2 separate regions of the Mus musculus genome follow, and region 2 is linked to region 1. A link is a contact called in public HiChIP or PLAC-seq data. All regions are on one chromosome and are shown on one strand. The core of a region is the stretch at or near the end of the contact, and the rest is flanking DNA. Distances in the headings are between cores, read along the strand shown. Region 1 overlaps Gm33998 (a long non-coding RNA gene). Region 2 holds the start of Cops3 (COP9 signalosome subunit 3).

Region 1 (7,698 bases), core at 3,692-6,191:
GGTATGTGCCATCCTGCCCAGCCAGACATTATTTTTAAACTAAAATTTAAAACAAGGAAGTCTGGGGGAAAAAAAAACAATGGGCTCTGTCATCTGGGTTAAGCCTCAGATTTATTGTTTGTGAGTTGGGTGACTTTGGTTACTATTACTTGTGTCTCTGCAGGTGTGAGTGTAGATGGCAGGTGTGAGTGCAGATGGCAGGTGTGAGTGGGAATGGCTGGTGTGAGTGGGAATGGCAGGTGTGAGTGGGAATGGCAGGTGTGAGTGCAGATGGCAGGTGTGAGTGGGAATGGCAGGTGTGAGTGCACATGGCAGGTGTGAGCGCAGATGGCAGGTGTGAGTGCAGATGGCAGGTGTGAGTGGGAATGGCTGGTGTGAGTGGGAATGGCAGGTGTGAGTGGGAATGGCAGGTGTGAGTGCAGATGGCAGGTGTGAGTGGGAATGGCAGGTGTGAGTGCACATGGCAGGTGTGAGTGCAGATGGCAGGTGTGAGTGCAGATGGCAGGTGTGAGTGGGAATGGCTGGTGTGAGTGCAGATGACAGGTGTGAGTGCAGATGGCAGGTGTGAGTGGGAATGGCTGGTGTGAGTGGGAATGGCAGGTGTGAGTGGGAATGGCAGGTGTGAGTGCAGATGGCAGGTGTGAGTGGGAATGGCAGGTGTGAGTGCACATGGCAGGTGTGAGTGCAGATGGCAGGTGTTAAGTGCAGACGGCAGGTGTGAGTGGGAATGGCAGGTGTAAGTGCAGATGGCAGGTGTGAGTGGGAATGGCAGGTGTGAGTGGGAATGGCTGGTGTGAGTGCAGATGGCAGGTGTGAGTGCAGATGGCAGGTGTGAGTGCAGATGGCAGGTGTGAGTACAGATGACAGGTGTAAGTGCAGATGGCAGGTGTGAGGGGACTGTGGCGATGAAGGGCAGGACATCCAGCACTTAGCACGGAGTCCAGAGCACAGGGAGTCTTCAATAATTGACAGCTGTTATCAATAATGAGAGAGTAACACTGGGAACCACAAATATTTGCTAAGCTCTCTGTGTGCCAGATACCCAGCTGGGCTCAGAGAGAAAACTGGCCTGGATCCTTTGCCTGCCGTTGACCTTCTAGCTCATTCTCTCCATCAGCAAGTTCACTGTGACATGCCCAAAGCTGCACATCTGGTAGACACCCTGGCTGGGGTCCAGGCTGTCCTTCCTGGTTGTCTGTCCCCTTGAGCTCATTCAGATTTTCTGGCCAGATCCAGACCCTCTCACCAATGCACAGAAAAAGTAAGCTTCCTCCTCCCTCCACTGTCTCTCGCTACTGGTGCTTCCTAGGATCGTGTCACTCAAAGGAGGGGCTCAGTGCCAGCATCTTCGTCTCAACATCTGCTTCAAGGAGCCCTCTTCCGAGACAGTCAATTAGGTAAGTGTGGCATAGAGGCAGTGGGTAGGGCAGCTTGAGGGGCACAGGCTGGTGTGGGGTGGGAAGCCTGCTATCCTTTGGAGGTGTGTAGCAGCACTGGATGCCTTGGAATTCACTGTGCCCTGAATCTCCAAGGCACTCCTAGCTGCCCCCTCAGTCCTGAGTGGACAGTCACCTTGGAGAGAGGAGACCCATTCACCTAGGACTCCTTGTGCCTCAGGTGTTGCTATTCCTGCCTGCCACGAGTAAACACCCCCCCCCCCGCGCTTTTTCACTGCTAGCCCTACAGAGGCTAACTGCCTTAGACAGTAAACTGAAGCTCTGGGCTGAGTAGCCTTTCCGGAAGCTGTGTGTAGCTAGTTACTGACATTTTCCCAGGCCTGTGGACCAGAGAAGCTTTAATGAACCATGGGTCTGGGAACTATAAGACACAGAGCTAGGTCAAATCAGGCATCTGAGGAACAGGTGACAGAGGTTTGTCAGAGGGAGGGGCGATACCACAGGCCTGGGTTTAACAGCCAAAGATCCTCTCAAGACCCTGCTTCTGGCTATGAACCCTACAAACTGCCTGCAGCTGTGTGAACAATTACTGCATCTTCTATGCAGCTAGGATAGGCTCCAACACAATAGATTCATGTCTTCATACCAAGATGAAACAGGGTACAAATGCACTCACTGGTGGGGCCTGCATGGTGATACCAGCTGTTGCCAGGGCAATGTCTGGAGGAAGGCCTTCCCACAGGGTTCTGGGTGGGCCTGCCTGCATGGGGAGAGCGATTTCACATGTGAAATGCTGCCCAGTCGGTGACACTTGGTCACACTTTGGCAGACTAATCCACATCTTCATGGAGGTATCATTCATGTACCTTATTTATGCCTAGATATCTGTTCTTCTGCTTTCTGTCCCATTCGGCGTGCAACTGCCACCACAGCCTCATTTTACATATTTTTTGTTAATTTATTTTTAGTTATGTGTCTATGTGTGGGGATGTGCATATGAGTGCAGTGCCTGTAGAGGCCAGAAGACAGTGTCGGGTCCCTTGAAGGCAGAAGCTAGGCTGTTGGAAGCCATGTGACATAGGTGCTGGGAATTGAGCTCGAGTCCTCAGCAATAGCAGCAAGTGCTCTTAACTGCTGAGCCACGTCTCCCATTCCTACATGTTCTCTTCACGCCAGTGCCATCTATGTCTCCACTGGGCTGCAACTCCAGCCGCTGATGTGCCACATTCTGTACAGCTGTAAGGGTTGACCTAAGTGGGGCGTTGAAGGGATGAAGAAAGGATACACACGGAAAAGCTGGGATCAGGTGGGCTGTGCTCACCCTAGTGGAGGGCACCAGCGGTGCCACCAACAGTGGGGAATCCCAGCACCTTTATTTATACTCTGAGCCAAGGTAGAGGGTTTATCATATACAGCTGGATAAGGAAGCAGGCTCACAGTATACACATAAACAGGAGACATGTTTAGTTAATCTTTCTGAGAAGTCTTTGTAGGGGATCAGTCTTGGGCTGCAGTCATCCCAGAGGAGGAAGTTGGTTGATCGTTTCTGAATACACTGTCTATATTCACACTCGGATCAGATGAAGGCTTTGCCAGTTCCCATGGGTCTGAGGCACTGGGGTCCTTGACATGGCTGTGTTCAGCAACACACATTCACTCAGACCTTTCTCTGCTCCCCACGCTCATCTGGCCTCTGACTCTTTGGCTTGCCTGTTTGGACATTTTCACATCATAAAGTCATATGGCATATGATCTGTGGTCTGCAGCCTTCACCCAGCCTCGTGGTTTCAAGACTCACCCTCCTGGTACCTGTGGACATACCATTTTACCATTCTTCTGTGGCCAACTTATAGGCTGTTACATGGGTACAGCACGCACATTCACACACACACACACACACACACACACACACACACACATACACATTGTTGAGAAGATAAGGTTTTACTCTGTAGCTCTGGCTACTTTGGAATTTATCATGTGGACCAGACTGGCCTCCAACTCAGAGATCTGCCTGTCTCTGTTTCCTCCTGAGTGCTGGGATTAAAGGCATGCACCACCACCACCCGACCAGATTTCATATTTTAATGTTAGCAAATACATTTTAAAATACATGTTGAAAGAAGCCAGGCATGTGGCTTATCCCTGTAACTGAGCACTCGGGATGCTGATGTTGGAGAGATGCACGGGGTAAAATCAGCCTGGGTAGGAAGATGAGATCTTGTCTGAAAAAAAAAAATAAAAATTAATAAAAAGTGGAAATAAACATCGAAAGAGACAGTGCATAGCAAGACATTAAAGGGAGATAATGAGTTGCTGTCCCACAAAAGGGAGAGATGGCCCTAGTATTAAAGAAAAAAAAAAAGAGTCCATAGTATTTTTTCCCAACTTCCTGTTCCATATAAACAGAAACATTTCCCAAGCCTTGGTCTACAAGGCTACATTCTGTGTGATGCCTTCTTGTCTATATTCCCAGAAGGCCAATGCTCAGCAAAAGTACGAGATGTTTCCTGAGAGCAAAAGGGTCTGGCCACACCCCACTTAGCCTAACCTGTATCCCCAGCCACTGTAGCCAACCACAGATGACCTGCCGCAAACACTAAAGAGGAACTTCCTCCCTCCCATGCTAACCACTGGGATGGGTGCCTGAGTCACTTCCTGCTTGAAAGATAGATAGCGTGGTGCATACCCCAAAGCTCAGAGATTAAACATGTTTGGGAGCTATGGTGTGGGCTAGCTTGTCACCTCCGTTTAGCCACTGATGGCCAGTGATTTACATTCAGTATTCTGTTCAGTCTTCCAAACAGATTCAAAAGGGGACTGAGAGTCATACCTACCTAAGGTGGAGCTCAGAGACGCAAAACACTGACCAAAGGTCCCAAGACCTGAACTTGAACATGTTCTACAACTGCTGCTACACCCTCCTGGTAAACCTGACAAAATAATCTTGGACTGTGAAGCTTTCTGTGACCCAGAGCCACCACATTTCCCTGACCTGTGAGGCTATCTGGAAGGGACCTATTGTTTCTCCTATCCCCTGTGGACTTTCCCCTGCTGTTACCTGTGACAAAGCCTTCGTTATGCCACGCTGACAGCATTTGGAGCACTGCAACTATAATACAACGTTGGCCTAGAGAAGAAGCCATTTCAGACTCCTTTGTGGGCTGCAGATGAGGAGAACGGCTGGCTCACATCATTTACTAACTGGGTCATGCCAGCCCTTGACCATGCTCCCAAAGGCCCTGCCTGGCACCGTGTCAGCCAGTCCTGTCTGTGCCTCGGGTTTATGAGGAGGTATTCCCTCCTCGATAACAATGTTCAGAAGGAGCTAAGTCGGGGCGGGTGGGCAGACCCAGAATCCCCGCCTACAAGAGTGGCATTTTCCCCTTAAGTCCTTGCAGAATGAGTCTATGTGGCTTCCCTACTATGGCTTGGGTACTTGTGGCATTGTTGAAATGCCAAGCAGGGCTGGCACCCCTGCTTCCAGTAGCCCAACAGCCACTGCCCTCTTGGCAGCCCTGAGCTATGTGCTGAGCAGGTGGCCCTTCCCACTCAATCTGAGTCCAAGAATGTTGTCATCCGGTTGCCCAGGGCCTTTATCAGTGTAGCCTTTCTTACGGTGGCTGGGACAAAGGGTGTGGGTGTCCTCAGGACTCTGGGGGATTCTGGGAATGTATCTTTGCCTCCCCAAAATTCCAGCTGTCCTAGCTGTATGGAATTCTCATCCATCTTGCTGAAGAGATTTGAGACCTGTAGTGGGGGCAGGATACAGTTCAGTTCCTAAGTGTTTTGTTAGACTTACTTAGAGTCTTCTTACCATTTCTGAGTCATGCAATGAGAAGAAAGTTCTAGATTACTACTCAGACGCCTAAGAGCTGGGTATACAGCATCAAGAGATAGAGCGGCTTGGTAAGAGGACTGTGTCCTTCAAGCCTCAACCCTTTCTGACAAAGGTACCTTGTTGGAAAGCAGACCTGTTTTTACAAAGATTCAATCAATTAATCAATAAATTTAAAAAATTTTTAAATGTATTTCTACAAGGAAACTAGTGATATTCAAATGTTGGCGATGAATTCAATTTTTAAAAAAATTGAAATTGTCTGCCAGATTCAGCACATGTGCTGACCAGATGCAGGCTGGGGATCACTACGTTATGGCCCTGGCTCTCAGCCTGACTCTACAAAAGGGTACAGCCAGCCCACATCTGAACCTAGGAACCACAGCCCCTCATCTAGTGGTGGTGCAGCCTCGGGCTGGAGGTGACAGAACATGGGTAAGCAGTTGAGGTCAGGCTTTGGCCTCCACTTGCCCAGACTTGTTAGTGAGAACTCCAAGGACTGTCTAGTTTCAGTGTAGGAACACCCACAGTGGTTAAACAAGCCAGCCGGGGAGCAGGAGGAAGGAGCTGAGATCAGAGCAAGGAGTCCGCCCCAAGTCATGCCAAACAGCCTGGGAGCAGGGTACACGCAGAGATAGATGGACAGTGGACGTAGCTCAGCCCCGTTTGTTCTGCCTCTCACGCTTTAATGCTACAAAGTCTTACCATCATCAGCTCATGTCTGGAGTCAGAGAGACCTGGAGGTAGGGAGTGACCAAACACTGCAGTCCTTAAGTGTTTGGGGGACTGGTTGGAGGGCCTATGCAGACGCTCAAACTTACAGACGCTCAAGGCCCGATGCACATGCTCTCCCGGACTTCAAAGTTTGCCTAGATTGCACATAGCACCCAGCACAATGTAATCGTGCAAATCGCTATATTATTTAGGATGTAATGACATAAAAAAAAAGTCTGTTATATTTCACACAGACATGGTTTGAGGAGAATTTTTCCTCTTTTTCTCCCTCCTCTCACCCCCTTTCCTTCCTGTTTATAGATACAATGCATCATGTATTCAGGCTAGCCTGGAGCTCACATGTGGCAGAGAATGAATAGCCTCCCCACCCCACCCCAGCCCCTACACGCCCTGTCAATCGCCCCTCCCCCCAAGCTCCTGATTTTCTTGCCTCATGAACACTGGGTCATAGGTATCTATCATCATGCAGTTTTGATCACTAGTACTAGAGATGGAGCCCAGGACTTCATCCATGCTGGGGCAAGCACTCTGCCAAATGAGCTGTGTCCTCAGACTCTTTTTGCCTTTTTTTGAGACAGGGTCTAACACTGTAGCCCAAGGTAGCCTTGAATTCAGCTCCAACTCGCTGTGAATTCATGGTGATCCTTTGACTATTTATTCTTCGGCACTATCTTCCCTGACCACCTGCCCCTCTGTTCTTGGCTCAAGCTGCTGCTCTTCCTATCCCTTCCTCTGAATGGCCGGAAGCTCTACACATAGACAGTGGACCCCGTGTGTCCCCTGTCCTCAGCCCTATCCTGATATGCTACATCAGGCTGTTCAGGATCCACACATGAATGCTGAAATCCTGCTTGGCATCTTACAAAGGCTAAGGACTTCATCCCTCCCTGGGTGTGGCCTAGGGCAGACCTGGAGGGAGCCCTGTATATTAAGGCATCTGGGACTGGGAAAGCCACTGCAGCGCTTGACTGATACTGCCTGCCCCTAAGTGAGGATTGTGATCCCGGAGGCTCTGCACTGGCTGGACAGGTTTCCCAACTGGCTTGGCAGGGTTTCTGGGAGAGCACTCAATCTCTATGACAGAGTAGTCCATCACTTGTGGGCTGCCTAGCATGTAAGGCTTTGAGGATCCACGTTAGGGCTCCCTGGCTGTCTCTAGGAGGACTATAACCCAATTCCTCTGGCCATTTATGCAGCCATTTCTTCCACATACTAGCAAAGGGCTCTTGCTTGGGGTCCCAGGCTTATGTAAGTTTTGTGTAAGTTGCTGGTGTCTGGTAGCCAAGAGAGACTACAGATTAGAATAGGGTGCACCTGGTTTCTTGGTAGGACTTGTCCCTACAGCAGTTTCCCCAGCATAAGCCTAAGACCTAAGTGCAGGTGGCTCCTGTGAGATCCAGACACTGACAGGGTGACCAGGAGGCAAGAACACCACAGTCCAGGAGCCAGCCAATGACTACAGGGCCTTCTGGGGACCTTTCTTCTGGGTCTTTTTCTGTTAGCATTCTCCATCCTGAGCCCTTCCTGTACAGTCATGTGTGCGTATGTGTGCGTGTGTGCACGTATGTGTGTGTGCTTGTGTGTATATGTGTGTATGTGTGTATGTGCATCTCTGTGTGGGGGTGTGTATCCCATGATGAGGGAATCTTGCTGAAAGACAGTGTGAGCCCTTCCCAGCTCCCAGCCCATTTGCATCCTTTGCATGTTTATTCGTCACCTCCCCATTTC
Region 2 (7,698 bases), core at 3,639-6,138, 200 kb before region 1:
TTAATTGGCTTAATCAGTGTGGTTGTCTGTATCTTTCTCAAGTAGATTATTACAAGAGGAATCTGATGTGTCATATCTTTTGGCTAAAGAGTTCAGAATAGGAGTGCTTTGGACAAGATTGGCTCTAGTGACTCATATTATAGGACTCATGTCTTTGTCTCTGTATTTTGAGATACTATTGACTCTTGGTACCACCAGGTTTTTCCATTTGAAGAATCAATTAACCACGGTTCAAAAGTATTCTTTAAATGTTTCTTCTGAGACAGGGATGGTGGTTCCTGCCTTTAACCTCAGCATTGAGGTAGAGCATAGGCAGGCAGACCTCTCTGAGTTCTAGGCCAGCCTGGTCTACAAATTAAGTTCCAGGCCAGTCCGAGCTGCAGTGAGACACAGTCTCAAAAATAAATGATCAAATAAATAAATGATAGACAAATAAGTTTTCCATTTGTAGTGGACATATGTGTACTTTTCCTTACACCATACACTGTAACATCTGTTGACAGCAATTACATTGTATTGTTATTAAATGTAACTAGGGATGGATGGAAGTCTGAGGGAGGATGTGCATCTCTCAGACTCAAACACTTCAGCATCTTATATTGTACTGCCCAAAGTAACTTCCTTTTGTCCTAGTGTTAGCTCAGCCAACCACTTCCCACCCCCGGGCCAACCACATTCTCTGTGCAGACGATTCTCACGCTGCCACATCTGTAGCTTCCAGAGGTAGAGGTCTGTTGTTTTACAACATAAAACAAACTGCTTTTAATCAGTTGACCTGAAACCTTTAAAACATTCACACACACACAGCCTGCCTCTAGTACAATGTTAATTGTGGGTTTTGACCTTATAAACCCTAACCCTGCCTTGGTTTGGGGCTACGAGTTCTTTGTGAGCAGAAACCTCTCAGGAGCCAGGACTCCCATTGGCCTTACACATGTGGTCTGTAAGTGCTAGGTCTGGTGTTCTAGTCACACTTCTTGAGAGAATTAGGGCTTGGGGGGAATTCCCACAAGCCCATACTGCCCCTGCCTCTTCTGGGATTACCTGCTTGCCTTTTCAAGCCACACAGTGAACCTGCACACATTACCAAGTGCTTTGCTTCTTAACAGCTGTACACATCTAATAGATTATTACATGTGCTACAGAGAAGCAAGGTTTCCCTAGTGTACTATAGTTTAGCAGAAATGGTGGTGGTATGTTCTTTTCTGAAACAGCAAGCTTGTTTGGGTCTTAGGAATTTTGCTGTAATTATGACTCCTCTGGCCCTGCCAGTCGTTCTGGAACACAACTCTCCTGCCTGGCTCTAAACAGAAACAGATGGTTGTTGTCCAGGTCAGGATATATAAGCAGTAAACAAGGCCACCTGCTACCCAACCCTGTAACTTCTACCCTGTCCTGGGTCTCATCCCTGGGGAAGGTTGCTTTCATCACATGTCTGGACCTTAAAGTTGCCATTCTCAGAACTGGAGAGATGGTTAAGAGCATTGCCTGCTCTTCCGGAGGACCAGGGTTCAATTCCCAGCACTTACATGGCAGCTCGAAACTCTCTGTTACTCAGGTTCCAGTGGATCTAACTCTCACACAGATATGCAGGCAAAATACCAGTGTACATAACTTTTTAAAATTTAAAATAAATATCTTTTTCTGTATCCACCTGGCCCCTCAGAGCCAACGATCTTTACCTTCCTGAAAAAGAAGCCTGGAAATGGGGACAGGGCTAGTTAATGAGGACTAGACTGCCTCAAAGACTCAAACATTTTTGAACCCCACACTCACAGTGCTGACGGAGCACAAGGGGCAATACTGGCTAACTAATGCCTGGATGATCAGCTGCCAGGAAACGTATGAGAACCTGCACATTCACCTGGAAGTACTGTGTACCTCAGACCTCAAGACCCAGTGTTGTTGGTCTAGACCATCAAGACCATGACTGCATCAGTTGTGGGGGAGGTATTCTCTAACCAATTAGCCCCTGAATGCTGGGTATTTCACCAATGGTGGCAGCTTTGTGAAAGAGAAAGGATATCTTTCGGGGTACTCCATGGTCAACTTGATTTTCATCATTGACTTGAAATATCTGCCAAAGGCATAACTTCTTACTGACCTGGGCCCTGCTACTACAGCTGAGGTGTATGTCAATATACACACGGACTCTTAAATATGCCTTCCACCCTCCACATACATGAGCCTTATAGAGCAAAAAGTGCCTAACTAACTCAGAAAGAAAAGATATAACCCGTGGCAAAGAAATCCTTGAATTCATGCCGGGAGTGGTATCCAGGCACTCGAAGGTGAAGGCAGAGGCAGGCAGGTTTCTGTGAGTTTGAGGTCTGCCTGGTCTACATAGTGAGTTCCAAGACAGCCGGAGCAATATTGTGAGACCTTGTCTCAAACAAACAAAACCAAGGCAAACATAAGAAGAAATCCTTGAACTCTTAGATGCTGTATGTCACCTAAAGAGGTGGCAGTTGTATGCTTTGGAGGGCATCAAGGGAAGAAACTAAAGAAGACTGAGAAGTGAAGCTTGCACCTTCAAGGGAGCAGTAGAACCTAGAGCTGTGCCTTATGCACTGATTTAGGCCAGTGGCAGAATGGGAGCCTAGCTACTCACATCCTTAACACTCAGTATCAGACTGAAAGTGGAATCTGTCTCCCACATGGATGGTGGGGATTTGAAAATGGCTAATTCCTGAGGCCATAGTCTCAGGTCTTGTCAGTTACACCAGAAGACCCACCTTATCTGGGAAGCTCATAAAGGCCTATTAAGCTGACTTTTGTACATCCTTTGACTCTCCAGCACAGCCCAGGTGGTATACAATGTGAAATGTGTATCCAAAATAACCTGAGTTGGGGACCTAATGTCTCTTCAAGGGTACAGAGTGTTGGAGAAACCCCATTTGAAAACACAGTTGTGGACTTCACTAAGTGTCCCCCGGTTGGGGACCAGTTGTTGCCAGTTGCTTGGGTATCAGGTCTCGCCCTGCTAGTCACATAGGGTTCTCCCCTTGTCCTTTATGGACTCCTGCCTCCCCTTATCAGAGCATACAGGGGTTGGGCAACATTACCCTGAGACAACAAATGCAGGCTCTTGGCTCATCCCTGACTACTCTATACCATCCAAGCAGGGAGTGGTTGCCCACCCGCTTGACCACAGATGAAGATGCTATATGAGCAAAAGAATGGGATGTCCAACCCCTAAAGTCCCTTTGACCATAGTAATGCCCGGTCAACTTATAGAGAACCATATGTGGGTCTATATTGGGAACAAGATAGAGGTTTACTGGTGAGTACGTGTGCAAAGAGTTCTTGTTATGACTAGATATGCCACTAGTACTGGTGTTTCTGCCCCCTTTGGAGCTGTGGTTCATTGACCACTTGGAAGGATGAAGATAAAGCAGTATTCCTCCAGAGGGTAGTGCCATCTCCAACTGTAAACCAGGAACCTATAATCTGGTTAAATATCCTTGTTGGTGACCGTTTCCTGTCACCAACCCACCAATTCCTCAGCTCCAAAACCTACGAATCCCTGAGCACAAACTCTCACCAGTCTTTGAGTTTGGCTTGAAATCTCACTAATCCTCACCGTGGAAATCTTTACCCTGGAAAACTCCTTCCCCATGAAACTCTGTATAAGCCTGTCTCCTCACCAATTCCCTGCTGCTTCTCCCAGGAGAGGCAGCACCCTCTGTTATCTCTCCCAATCTCTTGAGTGACGTTTGATGTGCCATGTGACTTTGTGGCATTCCTTGGCTCCAGACTGCCAGGATAACTTTCCCTTCAGCTGTCACACTTACACACAAGCAACCTCTCCCCTCAGAGCTGTAATACTTCCATTGGAGAAGTCTTTCCGGAGCTGTAACACATTCATTGGCATTGCCCCCTCGGAACTGCAACACTTGTATTAGGGAAAACTTGCCCCTTAGAGCGGTAACACTAACACCCTGGATCCCGGTTGCTTTCAAGAGTCTCCCTCTAAAGCCTCATTGCCTGAGGCCTTTCATTCATCTTATGAAGTGATACAAAGTAACCTTTTTCTCATCTTTGCTACAGCACTAGAAATCCTAGGAAAGAAATTAGTTCCGAGCCAAGCAGGAACCTAAAGTGTGCTGTGCTATCTATCAGAACCCCTTAGCCTTAGATTACCGAGCTTGCTTCAGAGGGAAAGTTTAACCTGAGTTTAACTGTTACAGATAGATGATGGTCATATAAGAAACCAAAGATGGAATGAGAAAAATCACTGCTTCAGTCTAGACCTGGGGAGCCTGGAAATCCGAGGAATTGCTTGGTGTTTAATTTTCAGCTTTAGAATTCAAAACCTTCCTAATGTTACACTTTGACTTGGGAAACTGTCCAGCACTAAGCTGTTAGTTCTCAGGCATTGTGTATGTTCAGAAATGAGCACAACCTCAGATACAGAAGGGTTTCTGGTCGTTAGATAAAAGCCACCATTCCTAGGAACTTATAAAACGAGTTCCCCATCCTTCAAAAGGAGTCATTTTCCCTTGCCTTTGGAAGAAAGTATGGCTCTCTAGTGACATGTTCCGGAAGTGGCAATGGAGCCGTGTCGGAAGTATGTGGCTAGGTTTAAAATAATGTTCAGTCATTCTAAGCAAAACTGGGCCCAGAAATTTTGTGCTTAAGTGTTATTCTTTCCTTTCTTCGTTATTTCCATTTAACATGAGACGAGATTTCCCAAGTGCACTACAATGAAAGGCGAGGGAGGGGACCTGACTTCCGGCGACTAGCGGAACTGTTTCCATGGAGACAGGAGGGGGTGCCTCAGCCAGGTAAGATCTCGCGGCGCTTGGCCGGCGGAAGTGACACAACCTGCCTCCAGGCTTTAGTGGGTCGCCGGGCCCCTCCTCCTAGAGCAGTCGCTTTTTCCCGCGCGAGCTTACCTCTGTTGCTCGGGCCACCAGCGGGGGGAAACATGGCGTCTGCTCTGGAGCAGTTCGTGAACAGTGTCCGACAGCTCTCAGCTCAAGGTGAGGCCTGGGCCGCAGAGCTGGCCCGGTATGCCCTGGCACCGGTGCGGATTTGGGACCGCCCTTCGCTCTCTAGCCTCTCCCCCTGGACCTGCTCAAGCCTTGGTGCTTAGGGTAGGAGCGCACGGCCGAGGGGAGCAGTCCTCGTGCTGTCGTGCGCCGTCGTCCTTGCCGTCGCCTTCCCCTGCCTCGGGCCCCGGAGACTTTCCTTCCCCTCCCCCTCCAGCACCCCCCCTCCGGGCCCCAGCCACGGGGCGCCGCTTGACAGTTTGGGGGCGTGACTTCCGGTAGGGGCATTCCGGAGCACCCATTGGTCCCTTGGCCATCACTGCTTTTTGGTGATTGGTCTAGCGTCCTGTCCGTCCTGCCGGTCTGCCCCCCCGCCCCCACCAGGCCCTTCTAGCGGCTGGAGGGGAGTCTTTTCTAGGCTCCTTGGCTAGAAGGCGTGAGTCTTGGCTGGCCAGCGGCGCACGCTCGGAATCCTCCGCCCCTATTTTGGTCGAACCGAGCTCCAAGGGAGCTTTCAGTAGTCGGACTACATCTCTAGGGCGTACAGTTGTTACTTTATTTCCCCCCCTTAATTTGCATACCGTCTGGTCCATTCATCTCGTCACTTGAACACACCCATAATCTTGAGCCAGAAGAATGTGACCTCTCTTTAATAGAGTTAAGGGAATGGAGTGGAGAAAGCATGTTAGAAATGCTTTTGACATGTGGAAATTCCGTGAGGTTAGGCTCGTTTCTTCATCTGTAGAAAAAGAGAGGTATGAGGTGTGTCCGGGTAGTTGTCCACCTAACTCTTGTAAGGTTTAAATGATGACACCATGCAAAATAAATGGTAATTCTCGTTTTCCTTGTCAGTGATAGACTTAAGCTCACAGGCCAGATAGACACCTGTGAGTGATTTTTTTTTTTCTTTAAATAAGTCATTCATCCATACGATACAGGTAGGACTAGTTAAGTAAGGAGTGAGCATAGGCGTGCACTCCTTTAGTCCCCTAACTCTGGAGGCTGAGTTAGGTGGATCTCTTGAGTTCAAGGCCAGCCAGCATTACACAATGAGAACCTTGTCTCTAAATAAGTTAATTAAGTGGAGCTGGAGAACAGCTCTCAGCATGTACTACTCTTTCAGAGGACCAGAGTTCAGTTCCTGGCATTGTTAGTGGACACCCAACCCCTTGTAACACCAGCTTCAAGGGACCCAAAACCTAACATCCTCTTCTGTCTCTTCACGCACCTTCACTTACATGCACATAACCACATACAGACACAGAAAATTAAAATTAGACAATTACAGCACAGCCGTACAAATGGATTCCTATGCAGCTGTGGGAAGAAAAGTGCATATACTTTTTGCAAACTGAAAAGGAATCTGAGGTCATCATTAAATAGCAGAAAGATGCTTAATAGTGTACACAACACAGTGCCATCTATGTGAATAAATAGACTGCATGGCGCATGGGTGAGTATTCCTATTCATGTGGACTGTCTTTAGATCCTTAAGGTGTTCACTGGTAACACTGGGTTGCTTCTGAGAAAAGAATGAGGCTAGCTGGAGTATAGACTCTGGATGGGAGAGGGTTCTCTTTAGTTTTGTAGATTGTCTGTAAACATGCACTTGGTTTTTGTTTGCTTTGGAGGTAGGGTCTCACTGTGTAATCCTGCTGGCCTGGAATTTACAGAGACCCACCTGTCTTTTCTCCTAGCCACACTATAATGCCATTAAGTGGAACTTTTTTTTTTTTTTTTTTTTTTTTTAAAGATTTATTTATTTATTATATGTAAGTACACTGTAGCTGTCTTCAGACACTCCAGAAGAGGGCGTCAGATCTTGTTAGGGATGGTTGTGAGCCACCATGTGGTTGCTGGGAATTGAACTCAGGACCTTCAGAAGAACAGTCGGGTGCTCTTACCCGCTGAGCCATCTCACCAGCCCCTTTTTTTTTTTTTTTTTAGCAGTTTGGAGGCTAGTCAGTCCAAGGAGCTGTTGCTTAGCTGCTCAGTAGACCCTTACACGTGGATTCACTTTGAGTTACCTGGTCACCACAGTCTCTTGTAGTACATTGAGGGCACAGAGTAGGTGGATAGTGAGTCGTGGGGAATGAAATTATGGCGAGGGCAGAGAGAAGAGCCCAAGTTGATGAATGACCGGGAGGTGAGTCAGTAGAAACCAGTTATTAAGTTGGCTCTGGACACTGAGCTGGGGTGTTTGGATTTATTAAAGCCTAGAGTGTAATTTGATTGAGTTTGCATAATAAGAAGTAGAATTTGGAATAAACATATATACCATTTAGAAGATATGCCAAGTAGTCCATACAAGAAGTGATAATGTTCGGAATTAAGACGTGAAAGGGAGAGGAGTGGAGCTGAGGAACTTATGGCATAATGTAAGTCCTGTTTGGTTCTGAGAAAGACAGTGACAGTGATATGTAGACTTCTGGCTTTAGGAACTGCAGGCGCTTTCTGGAGCCCAGAGGGGATTGGGAGGTCTTGTGTTTCCTCTGACTAGCTTTGAGGCAGGGGCAAGTTGTTTGTTCTCATCCTAGTCTCAGAGGAAGACATAACAAATCATCCAAGCATTTGAGAAGGAAGTCTGGTTAGTGTTCTTTAGTTATTACCCTAACTGAATGCTAGTGTTCTGTTTTGCAGGGCAAATGACTCAGCTTTGTGAACTCATCAACAAGAGTGGAGAACTCCTTGCGAAGAACTTGTC

Evidence for each region. HiChIP or PLAC-seq counts read pairs in DNA pulled down with a chosen protein or histone mark.
Region 2: a FOXA1 HiChIP or PLAC-seq map of pancreatic cancer cells shows a contact between it and region 1. The contact joins the promoter of Cops3 here to the enhancer-like site in region 1. A contact is called at or near these places in 3 of 39 promoter capture datasets (hippocampal neurons, pre-B cells and trophoblast stem cells), 3 of 484 Hi-C or Micro-C datasets (the HL-1 cell line, nephron progenitors and pre-B cells), 2 of 115 datasets of contacts at active chromatin or transcription factors (embryonic stem cells and pancreatic cancer cells) and 3 of 9 other capture datasets (adipose tissue, liver and pancreatic islet).

Annotation. Positions count from the first base shown.
Region 1 is chr11:59,633,509-59,641,206 of GRCm38.p6, reverse strand. Gm33998 (a long non-coding RNA gene) reads left to right here. Exons shown (of 3, transcript XR_388694.3): 2 at 1,310-1,397; 3 at 4,193-6,165. Among named protein-coding and RNA genes, the nearest start is that of Gm33998, 6.0 kb to the left of the region's middle. Within about 2 kb of position 4,941, at least 130 of the 459 cell types and tissues checked have an H3K27ac peak or open chromatin away from gene starts, as enhancers often do. A contact at or near this core is called in the HL-1 cell line, pancreatic cancer cells and trophoblast stem cells, where this site is marked.
Region 2 is chr11:59,836,957-59,844,654 of GRCm38.p6, reverse strand. It overlaps Cops3 (COP9 signalosome subunit 3), which reads left to right and starts at 4,888. Exons shown (of 12, transcript NM_011991.1): 1 at 4,888-4,985; 2 at 7,635-7,698. The coding sequence starts at 4,931.